Linked DNA regions of Zea mays: region 1 is linked to region 2. A link is a contact called in public Hi-C data. All regions are on one chromosome and are shown on one strand. The core of a region is the stretch at or near the end of the contact, and the rest is flanking DNA. Distances in the headings are between cores, read along the strand shown. Region 1 has its middle 64 kb from the start of LOC103632634. Region 2 has its middle 250 kb from the start of LOC100191907.

Region 1 (5,606 bases), core at 669-3,168, 380 kb after region 2:
TCACTATTTATAGGCACGAGACACAGCCTGTGAGGAATTACAATCATGCCCCTCATAAGAGTTTACAACAACGACTCAAACACTTATGGACTAAAAGGTCATTCTACTTTTAAGTCGGTTTGCAATTCCGAAGCTTCATGAACAACAACCTTCAGTCATCACGTGCAGACAGCTTCAGCCGAAGCTGTTTCCTTCTGCAGGACCTTCGGCGACGAAGCATGGTCCCAACAATATGCTATTGAAATTTTGTATTTTTTAGCATCTTAACAATTTTAAATAAAAAAAACTAGAAACTAGAAAGTTATAGATCCTCATCTAAGTCTATAATTTTAGTATAAAAAGTATCTTCATTTAACTCCATAGAGAAAAAAAATTCTAAGATGATAAGCCTTTGTACGCAATAAAATATTGGTGAAACTTTATATTTTTGTAGCGTCCTAATTAGGGCTGGACGAAATGCTCGTGTCTCGCTGGCTCGCTCGGTTCATGGCCAGTTCGGCTCGGCTCGGATCGGCTCGTTTGAATTTTTCACGAGCTGATCTGACATCCTAGCTCGGTTCGTTAACGAGCCAGCTCGCGAGCTAAACGAGCTACCATATTCCAGCAAAACGAAACTATATGTATATCATTTACAGAATAAATGATTAACATGTTATATATATATATATATATGAGGTGTCTATGGCCTATGAATTAAACTAATGATTAATGAACTATGTCTATGTGTTAATTTGGTCTATGCAAATATAATTATGGGTTAAACTGATGAACATGTATGTGAATTGTGAATTAATGAGGATTGAATTGTGCTAATTTTGTGTTATATTGACGTGGTTTGTGAAGCTATAAGTATAATTATTATTTTCTATTGTTAAATTAGTTTGAAATTAACTAAAAAATAATTATTATGTATATTTTTTTTGCTCTGGCTCGTGAGCTAAACGAGCTAGCTCGAGCTCGTAAACGAGCCGAGCCGAGCTGACTCGGTGGCTCGTTACCTTAACCAGCCAAGCCGAGCTGGCTCGTTAGCTTAACGAGCCAGCTCGAACTCAGACGAGCCGAGCCGAGTTGGCTCGTTATTCACCCCTAGTCCTAATGGCCTTAAATGACAAAGGTTCAAACTAGAAAGGTGTAGATCTCGGGACATACAACTTTCTACTTTTTTATTTTTATTTTTGTTGTAAAGATACTAAAATCTAATTGCACGTTTAGACCTCACTACCATAATTCCGCTCTTTATCGAGTGCCAAATGATTTGTCGAGTGTTTTCTTTCAGGCACTCGGCAAAGAAGCTATTTATCGAGTGCTAAGTCAAAAACCCTCGATAAAAAAACACTTGGCAAAGAATCTCTGTGTCGAGTGTTTTAGTTTTAACACTTGGCAAAGAGTTTCTTTGTCGATTATTTTTTTTCAACACTAGGCAAACACAACTTAAAAACTAAATCACATTTTGAAGTAGTAAATTAATTCAAATTAAAAAGTTTTCAACTACAAATTTGTATAACTCATCAAGATATACAATTTATATTTTGATCATTTCTTCGTATAATAAAATAGAGTTGAATTTGTTCATAAACCTCTCGTGGTTTTTGAAACTAGAAGAGTGATGTATAAGATTTGTGAATAATGTTATAACTATCACGTGGGAATAAATGACCAAACAATTAAAATAAATTTTATAGATCTTGATAAGTTATAGAATTTTGTAGTGTCTTACACTCGGCAAAGAAGACGAGTATGGTAGTGCGTGAGGGTATTTTGAAATTTCGCTCATTCTGAAACATGCTTCCTCTGAAACCTACTTCCACGAAACAGCTGCATATGGTAGGTTTGCGGACGGTGTGATTTTACCGTTCCATGCATCTCCGCGAATGAGCAGACGTACACAGTGCGTGCACGAGATCACTTCTGCGACTGCGTGCACATGGGCCGTTGATGGGCCGATCCAGCCATCCAGGGTGGTCGCAATAGTTAAAACAGTGTCAGCACTGCACGGCATTAAAATTTAGACAGCCTTAATTTATGAGCCTCCACCAAGCCTGCCTACCCACCCACCCACCCACCCACTGTATCCGCTGCCATGCAGGAGTATAGGAGTAGACGTTATCTGCATGCGGCTTGTGGGCCTAGAGTTGCTTAATTAAAGCCTGTGTAATAGAGCTCCATCAACTCTAGATTTCCATTACACCCCCTGATGACGCCTGTGTATATATCACTAGCTATACGTGGCTACGGTAGATCTTGATTAAATAGGATATTTATTTAAATACGATCGAAACTTATAGATTTACATTAGTACAAAAAGGTTCAAAGCCCGCGGGACGATATATTTTTACAGATGGATTCGGTTATCAACCGTCTGTGCTATTTTTAGTGACGGTTCCTTAAGAAAACCGCCACTAGAAATCGTATTTTTGCAGGCGGTTCCTTACGAAAACAGCATGTAAAAATCCATGATTTCTATTATTGGTTTTCTTAAGGAACCGCCTGTAGAAAGCATTTTTATCCTTAATTTTTCGAGTTTTTCAAACGACCTCGTATGACAAAACCATCAAAAAAAAGTTGTAGATCTCTAAAATTTATAAAATTTTATAGTTGACAACTTTTTTATTTGAACTCATTTCGGTTCTCAAAAATTGAATCTAAGTATATCAAATTTAAAATTCAAATTTTGCAAACTACCTCGAATGAAAAAAGAGTCAAAACTAAAGTTATAGAACTTCAAAAGTTATTCAACTTTGTAGTTGACAACTTTTTTTATTTGAATTTGTTTAGGGTCTAAACAAGCAATTTACAGTCAAATGATTGTAATATGTGGATAAAAAAGTATAAATTAGAAATAAAGTATGTCATAGGCAGAACGGTATTGGAGGGTATACGCGAGGGTGAGGTTGACGGTTCGATTCCTAACAACCATGTAGCGCATGAATTTCGCGTTAAAAATGCCGCAACTTGCGACTTCGACAGAAGCGGGTGGGTGGGAGTGAGTTAAATCCTCTCCTTAAATAATTTTTTGTTGTTTTTAAAACCAGTTAAATGTTTCTGAAAATAATTTTTACTAGCGGATTTATTACGTCGACAGCCAGTGAAAATCGATTTCCATTGATGATTTTGTTAAGACAACCGCCAGTGAAAATCGATTTTCACTGGTCGTCCTCAGTTACCCGCCTATAAAAATGATGATTTTTACTGTTCCTTATCACCGATGGTTCTAAGAAACGCCAGTAAAAATAGGTTTACAACCGTCACTATAGAGCTTCTTTATACTAGTGTTCTAGATCGTACGATTAAATTTTTATTTTCAAATTATTTGTATATATATACACACAACATGGCTCCTTTGACATAAGTAAACAAACGGTTCGATTCCTAACAACCACGTAGCACATGAATTTTGCGTGAAAATGCCGCAACTTGCGACTTCGACAGAGACGGGTGGGTGGGGGTGAGTTAAATTCTCTCCTTAAATAATTTTTTTGTTGTTTTTAAAACTATTTTAATGTTTCTGAAGATAATTTTTACTAACAGATTTATTACGTCGATAACCAGCAGAAATCAATTTCCACTGATGGTTTTGTTAAGAGAACTGCCAGTGAAAATCGATTTTCACTGGTCGTCCTCAGTTACCCGCCTATAAAAATGATGATTTTTACTGGTCCTTAGCAACGATGGTTCTAAGAAACGCCAGTAAAATAAGTTTACAACCGTCACTGTAGAGCTTCTTTATACTAGTGTTCTAGATCGTACGATTAAATTTTTATTTTCAAATTATTTGTATATATATACACACAACATCGATCCTTTGACGTAAGTAAACAAACAGTTCGATTCCTAACAACCGCGTAGCGCATGAAATTTGCGTGAAAAATGCCGCAACTTGCGACTTCGACGGAGACGGGTGGGTGGGGGTGAGTTAAATCCTCTCCTTAAATAATTTTTTGTTGTTTTTAAAACCAGTTTAATGTTTCTGAAGATAATTTTTACTAACGGATTTATTACGTCGACAGCCAGTGGAAATCGATTTCCACTGATGGTTTTGTTAAGACAACCGCCAGTGAAAATTGATTTTCACTGGCCGTCCTCAGTTACCCGCTTATAATAATGATGATTTTTACTGGTCCTTAGCACCGATGGTTCTAAGAAACGCCAGTAAAAATAGGTTTACAACCGTCACTATAGAGCTTTTTTATACTAGTGTTCTAGATCGTACGATTAAATTTTTATTTTTAAATTATTTGTATATATATACACACAACATCGATCTTTTGACGTAAGTAAACAAACGGTTCGATTCCTAACAACCACGTAGCGCATGAATTTTGTGTGAAAAATGCCGCAACTTACGACTTCGACAGAGACGGGTGGGTGCGGGTGAGTTAAATCCTCTCCTTAAATAATTTTTTGTTGTTTTTAAAACCAGTTTAATGTTTCTGAAGATAATTTTTACTAGCGGATTTATTACGTCGATAGCTAGTGAAAATCGATTTCCACTAATGGTTTTGTTAAGACAACCGCCAGTGAAAATCGATTTTCACTGGCCGTTCTCAGTTACCCGCCTATAAAAATGATGATTTTTACTGGTCCTTAGCACAGATGGTTCTAAGAAACGTCAGTAAAAATAGGTTTACAACCGTCACTATAGAGCTTCTTTATACTAGTGTTCTAGATCGTACGATTAAATTTTTATTTTCAAATTATTTGTATATATATACACACAACATCGATCGTTTGACGTAAGTAAACAAACGGTTCGATTCCTAACAACCACGTAGCGCATGAATTTTGCGTGAAAAATGCTGCAACTTGCGACTTCGACGGAGACAGGTGGGTGGGGGTGAGTTAAATCATCTCCTTAAATAATTTTTTGTTGTTTTTAAAACCCGTTTAATGTTTCTGAAAATAATTTTTACTAGCAGATTTATTACGTCGACAGCCAGTGAAAATCGATTTCCACTGATGGTTTTGTTAAGATAACAGCCAGTGAAAATCGATTTTCACTGGCCGTCCTCAGTTACTCGCATGTAAAAATGATGATTTTTACTGGTCCTTAGCACCAACGATTCTAAGAAACGTCAGTAAAATTAGGTTTACAAGTGTTACTATAGAGCTTCTTTATATTAGTGTTCTAGATCATACGATTAAATTTTTATTTTCAAATTATTTGTATATATACACACAACATCGATCCTTTGACGTAAGTAAACATGTGGTGCATAAGTTAGAGACTTTTTGTCCCTCGTTGAGTGTGAGCAAGGTTGGAACCCTGACAGACGCTCCAGCACGAGGATTCGCGGGAGGAAACTCACGCTTTAGGTCTTGTTCGGTTAGGAGTGAATTGAGAGGGATTGAAGGGGATTCAATCTTCTTCTATACAAATTTAAATAGGAGGGGATGTAATCCCCTCCAATCCCCCTTAAACCCCTCCAAACCGAATAAGCTCTTAAGGGTTTGTTCGGTTCTACTCAATCCATATACATTGAGAGGGATTGAGGGTGTTTCAATCCCTAGTAAGTTAAAAAATCTCTCAATCTGTATCAATCATGTCCAATCTATATGGATTGAAAATAACCGAACAAGCCTAAATGTGTAGTGATTTAGGTGTCATA
Region 2 (6,265 bases), core at 3,433-5,932:
CGAAGGCTCAAAAACGGTATGTGCGTAAATTTCATGCATCGTAAAGAAATATATTACAGTAATTTACATGTCCCATTAATTGTTCCATACATCAAACATTACAAAAGTATAATTACAATAAAGTCTATTCTTCACTAAGAATTTTTCCTGTGGCTTCGTTCAATAGTTTATCGATGACTTCGTCGATAATGGAGTTAGCAATGCCTATTATATCCAGCGCTTCTTTCATCTCCGGATCAGCCAGGGGGTTGTACGGCTCCGATAGTGGCGACAGTTCAGCTGTAGTAGGTAAACTATTAGTTCGAAGTAACAAAGTAAGTACCGAAGCTACAATTCAAAAAAAAATACCTATGTGCCTTTCGCGCTCAGCAGCTTCTTCAGCTAGCCTAGCTTCTTTTCGGGCGTCATGGGTGTCTTTTTCATTCTTTTTATAATCTCGTTGGCCAATTCTCGGCCATCGTTCACCCAGACATCAGAATAAAACTTTCTGCCCACCAAAGTCGCTTTGGCTGAAGGGTCCTTTGATTCTTCTATGGAGAAGGCGGCTTCGGCCTGAGCTATAGCTTTGACGTGATTGCATCCAGCCTTCTCCAGAATAGCTGTAATTCCCCGAGCGCCGAAGAAAGCACAAATATCCCCGCGATCGCTCAGGATTTTCTCGAAGGCTTCGGCTTCCCCGCTTATCCACTGAATGATGCCTTCGGGGTCACCTCGAATGAAGTTTTCCTCAGAGGAGTAAGCACCTACTTTTGCAAAGCTGTTCTTCAAATTTTTCACGCAATCCAAGGATTTTTCGAAGCACCTTTCCTTGGACTAGCGAAGCTCCTCAATATTTTTCTCCAGTCTAGCTAGCGACCATTCACTAATTTCTTTGCTGGCTTTTTCAATTGCATAGTTTTCATTAGCCTCGGTGAGCTTTTTCCGAAGTTCTTCGATCTCGGCTTTTTGGGCTTCGGCCTGAGCATTGAATCTAGCTTCGTCTTCTTTCACTTTACTCACTAATGAAATTAAAATCTTATCTTTCTCCAAAGATTTGTTTCTCAGCTCAATTACCTCTGAGCGAAGGATGCTGAGAGCTATTGTGCAGCTTTCGTCTTTGGCGTTCTTTTGTGCCCTCAAGGCATTGCTAAGAATTAAGCCCTACAAGAAAACGAAAGAATTAAGCATGACAATGAAATACTTCATTTCAAACTTTAAAGTTAACAGCTTCTGTACCTTTATGTTGTTGTATGCAAGGCTATCCGCAAGGTCATCTTTTGACATGGCGGCGAGGCCAGTTTCAAGCTTCGGAAATCCCATACTTTTAGTTATCTCCAGGCAAACGGATATTTCTTTGTTGTCCGGGAGACAGTACAGGAAATCATCTTCGTCCATGCCATTGAACACTAAGGCTCCCTTCAGATATTTTAGTTTCTGGGCGTAGTGTCTGGCTTCTAAGATTTCTTCTTCGGATCCCGAAGCATGTCGAATAATGTAATCAACATTTTCGGACGAGCTTCGGGGATAGGAGATTTAGTTTTTTCTGTCACGATCTGCCCCGCGGTCGTACCGATATCCGGAGTTTGTTGCTCAGCCTTTTCCTCAAGCGTGGCAGGCTTCGTCTCAATGGGCACTGAAGGCCCAGCTTCGGCTTTGGCCTGGGCTGTGTCAGCTTCAGCAACTTTCTTTGTAGGAGCAGGGGTCAAGGCTTTTGTGGTCTCCATGATAGCGTCTAGCATGCTGGCCATCCTCCTTCTCTTGGGAGTTGTGACAGGAGCCTTTATCACCTTCGGCAATTCTACCTCTGCCGGTGGGCTCAGAATTTTTGGCATCATCACTGTTTTTCCAATTCTGGCTCTCTGGTCGTATCATCTTTGGCTTCGGCTGGCCCGACTGTAGGCACCTTCGGCACTACAATCAATCCTTCAGCGCTCCGAGCGGCGGGAGCAGCTTGTTTTACTTCGGCAGTGGAGGTGGTCCCTTCACCAAATTCGGGCACTACGGCCTGTTCAATATATCGTGGCCGGTGGCTCGGAACCTTCATTTTCTTGCCTTTTAGCACAGCAGAGGTGGCCGAAGTGGCAGTTATTCTCTTTTTTCCTTGCCTTCGCAATGGGTAGCAATAATCAGGGTACATGAAGCAAATTGCATCAAACACCCTGTTCAATCTCTTCTTGCCCCGACCCCCGAAGGCCGAGGATAAATCATCATCTTCGGCTCTGCTATATGCCCAAGTAGCTCGTCGCTAATAGCCTCAATACTTTTCAGCCAATCGTCATTTAGCTCGTCAAACCGGTCCCTAAATCTGAAGGTATACTTTAAACGAACTAATCCACCTTCGGCGGACCCGGCAGCAGTATCCTTCGGCATCTCCCAGCTATCTAAAAGTGGCCACACTCTGTAGGCTATGTGTCATTGGATTAAGTCTCTTGTGCCGATGAAAGCACAAACATTGCTGAAAGCCTTTTGGCATGCTTCATCATTATGTTCGATCATCACCTTCGGCCTTCGAAGGCCGAAGCGAGACTAGATGGGGCGCTGGATAATTTCCTTAATATCCTCCCTTTCAATCAGATCATTCTTAACATAAAACCATTCCTCCATCTAGGCTCCGGGCCACCTCTTCCGAAATGTTGGAACTGGGTAGCTTGCATTGGGACGAGCAATGAATCCATAACAACCAAAGTTGTTGTGGTACTGTTCTTTGCCAGTAGCCTTCGTCTCGTACAATAGCTCGTGCATATTGCAGAAGCACTTTGCGCTCGGCTCCATCCCTTGGCTTCTTACAGCCCAAACAAACATCCCCATCCTAATTATAGCTTCGAGAGTAATCTGGTGAAGAAAGATCTAGAATATCTTCAGCACTTCAACCACAAATTTGCTCAACGGGAATCGAAGGCCTGCCTTAAAAAACTTCGGTAAACAACAACTTCATTTTCCTCAGGAACAGGGGTGGTGCTGTCTCCTCCAACCCTCACAATAGACATGTCGCGAAAGTATCTTCCTCTCATGGTGTCAATATGACTTTGTTTAATGGTCGATTTTCCGGAGATGGTATGGCTTGGCCGCCAGGGCCGGTCCTCAGAATCTTCATCTCCACTTTCCACATCATAGTCATCACTGTCATCAGAATCTTCAGACAAATCCTCCATTATCTCCTTGGTAATTTTCTCTCTATTAGTTTTTGCCATAGATTCATAAAATCCAGCAATAAATGGATCTGCAACTTTCTTCTCCTTATACAGCTTCTTTTCCTCAGCCATCTTCTTCTCTTCAGTCATCTTCTTCTCCTCAGACATGGAGCAAGCACTTGTCTTTAAACTGAAGCTCAAAAATCAGGCGAGGGCTGGTAAGCAAGAGTTAAAAATTTGAGAAAGTAACGCAAACAGCAGAAATAGCGTACCAAATGCTACCGCTGTGGGTTCCTATTTATACGCCTAGCGCTTTGCAACTTGGTGGGCCCCATTTGTCATTGACTTTCGCTATTCTAGCGAAGGGAAGGTGTTTTTTCGGACCTTCGGCTTAAGGCCTTCGTTCACATCGCAGTCTGAATTCGTTGTTACAAGAACAAATTAATACTGCGAGGGGCTACTGTTGGGGGCCTTCATCTTCTGAAGGTCCTCAAAAACATGACTAATATGTTTTCCAAGTATAATATATTCACAGAGACCTTCAGCCTTGGGATGAAGGTGTACACGATATGAAAAGCATGACCTGGGAGAAGGATGAACCAGTTCCGAAGCTTCGGCTCAGCGATGGAAAATGAAACCGACTTAAAGGGGAAAAGGTTGTCTAGTCCTCGATAGATTATCCCTTAGTCAATAGTAAATGTCAAAGGCATGGATGTAATTTTACACAGGCTGCGTCCTGTGTCTATAAATAGATGAACAGTAGCATCATACTGTTCACGCTAACTTGTATTCACTCGCACGTCACACTTGGATTTTTACCTTTTATCAAGCCGAAGGTACAAATGTAATTCAATATTATTAATGTTTATTCATGGTTATTTAATAAGGATACAAATAGTATAATGATTTAAAATGATTATTTGTATTCTTTATATGTAATTTATGTTCCTGTTTTCTATTACATGTTGAGATGATGAAGGTATACCCTTCATGACCTTTGTTTGAAGATCATTATATCCTGAGGGAGATAATGTTTCGAAGGACGAACGCCCTTAACCATTAACATTTGTGTTGCCTTGTTCTTAACTCATAGCATTTGAGAACAAGTCTCCAACAGTTAGCTTTGATTTAGAAGAGTTAATCTAGTAGACATGGAATAAGTAAATATCTAACAATGAAAGTAGGCGACGTGGTATAATTAATGTTGTTAGAGCGTAGTAAACATTTATAAGAAGTTAACGCAACTGGAATGGACCAAATCAGAGTTAAAATGAGTAAGATATGGTTTAAACAAGTTTCTAGATATTGTATTATTGAATTTATGCCTAAAAATAATCTCCAGGGTTTAATTTGCAAAGTCTCGGTTTATTTCTATTTATTTTATTCAGTTAATAGATGGCGGGTTAGTTTGTCAAATGTGCAGCTGCCCTTTAGCCATACTACTCCGCTGTCTACACACGCGCGATCCTAAGCCCTTAGATCATCATCGAACCACCCAAAACACATCCCGAACCGGTATACGCCCCTGACCACATGATTCCGGATCAACTATCAGATTTTTATGAAGCCCGGTCCGTTACATCCCTCGGATCCAATCTCAATGGTCTGTGTTCAGTCCAAGCGAAGGGGTGTCTTATTCTAATCTCAGGCGTTTATCTCAATTCGGACGGCCCATGCTCATCTTCAACCTCACGCACACCTACGGTTCCTTCTCTCCCATTCTTTCCCTTCGTTCTCTCGTCTACCCTCAGACCGGCCATGGTCCTCGGTCACTAGCAGCAACCCGCCGGTGATACGCCAGCGCCGCGAAGCACAACCCTTAATCCGGACTACCATGTTCGCGGAATAGAAGAACCGAGAGAAAATCTAACAAAAACATTTTAAGCGAGCTATCGCTAGAGCAAAAGGGAAAGTTTTGTACATGGCGAGGAACAAAACTGAGCTTAGCTAGACTAAAGGGAAAGTCATACTCACCACAGCGAGCTACCGCTAGAGAAAGGGTATAGCTCCATGGCGCCCACGACCTCGTTCTTCTGCTCGACGCGGTGGCGGAAATCACCACAACAGGCATGATGCTCACGGCTGTGCTTGGGATAGATGAGGGTAGGTTCCTGGTACACGGTCGACTTATATGGAGGTAGGGAAGCATGCCCTAGGCGGTGGACGCGCGGACTCCCCAGAGTTTGTTGCGGATATTTCATTTTCAATGCCGAAGAGGAAACTAATTCCCCGAGCTACGCGGAGAAGATAACGCTGACAGGAGGCCCCACGCGCCGGTCTCCGCATGACGAGGACGTGTGAGCAGGCGTGCTACAGCCGCATGCACCAGCTGCCAGAGGAGTTGGGGTCACGGAAGAAACGATGGTGTTTGGTGGAGCAGAGGGAAATCCGATCTGGTGAGGGTTCTGCTGATTGGGGTCGAGCTGGAACGGCTGAATCCGTAGGAGCTCGACGGGGAAGAAGGGGAGGGCGCTGGCTTGGGCGGCGTGTGGATCAGGGGCACAGCGCAGCCACTAGGGTGCCATGGCTGGGCGGTGAGGCGCCACTGGAGAAGCGGAGGGAGGAGCAGAGTGGGATTGGGCCGGCCAGGGAAATTTTTGGCCCACGCGGGGTGAGAGGAAAGGGAGCCCGAGAAGCTTATTCATTTTCTATTTCCTTTCTTCTTTTATTATTTTTTCAAACTAACTTTAAATTTTTTTATTTTGACTTCTGATTTAAAATATCCAGTAGAATTGCAATATGAGGTAACCCTTACAGTCACATTTTTTATTTCCTAATGTTTACTTATAGGGAGATAATTTACTGAATCAAAGTGTTATTCCAAAATTCAAGTATAACTATGGTCCACACTTCAAATTCAACTTTAGATGCAACACCATAAATAAAACTTCAGCATGATGCATTATTTTGGATATTGTTGGGGACTTGTTCTCAAATGCTATGAATTAAGAACAAGACAACATAAAATGTTAAATGTTAATGTCCTTCGTCCACGAAGCATTATTCCCTTGAGGATAATGAACCTTGGATGAAGGTTGACGAGAATACGATTACGAAGGTTAAGTCTTCGTAATCGAATTTCAACAGATTGTATAAGATAACATAAAATAAAGGGTATTAAAGGTAAATGAATCATAAACGAATCATATTATATT

What was found. Hi-C and Micro-C count contacts between places; a contact is called where the count stands out from the background.
Region 1: a Hi-C map of ear shows a contact between it and region 2, with 2.0 times the contacts expected there. The contact joins two enhancer-like sites. A contact is called at or near these places in 2 of 25 Hi-C or Micro-C datasets (ear and tassel).

What each region holds. Positions count from the first base shown.
Region 1 is chr7:101,336,558-101,342,163 of Zm-B73-REFERENCE-NAM-5.0, forward strand. No RefSeq gene overlaps it. Among protein-coding and RNA genes, the nearest start is that of LOC103632634, 64 kb to the right of the region's middle. Within about 2 kb of position 1,919, at least 13 of the 20 cell types and tissues checked have an H3K27ac peak or open chromatin away from gene starts, as enhancers often do. A contact at or near this core is called in ear and tassel, where this site is marked.
Region 2 is chr7:100,950,384-100,956,648 of Zm-B73-REFERENCE-NAM-5.0, forward strand. No RefSeq gene overlaps it. Among protein-coding and RNA genes, the nearest start is that of LOC100191907, 250 kb to the right of the region's middle. Within about 2 kb of position 4,683, at least 19 of the 20 cell types and tissues checked have an H3K27ac peak or open chromatin away from gene starts, as enhancers often do. A contact at or near this core is called in ear and tassel, where this site is marked.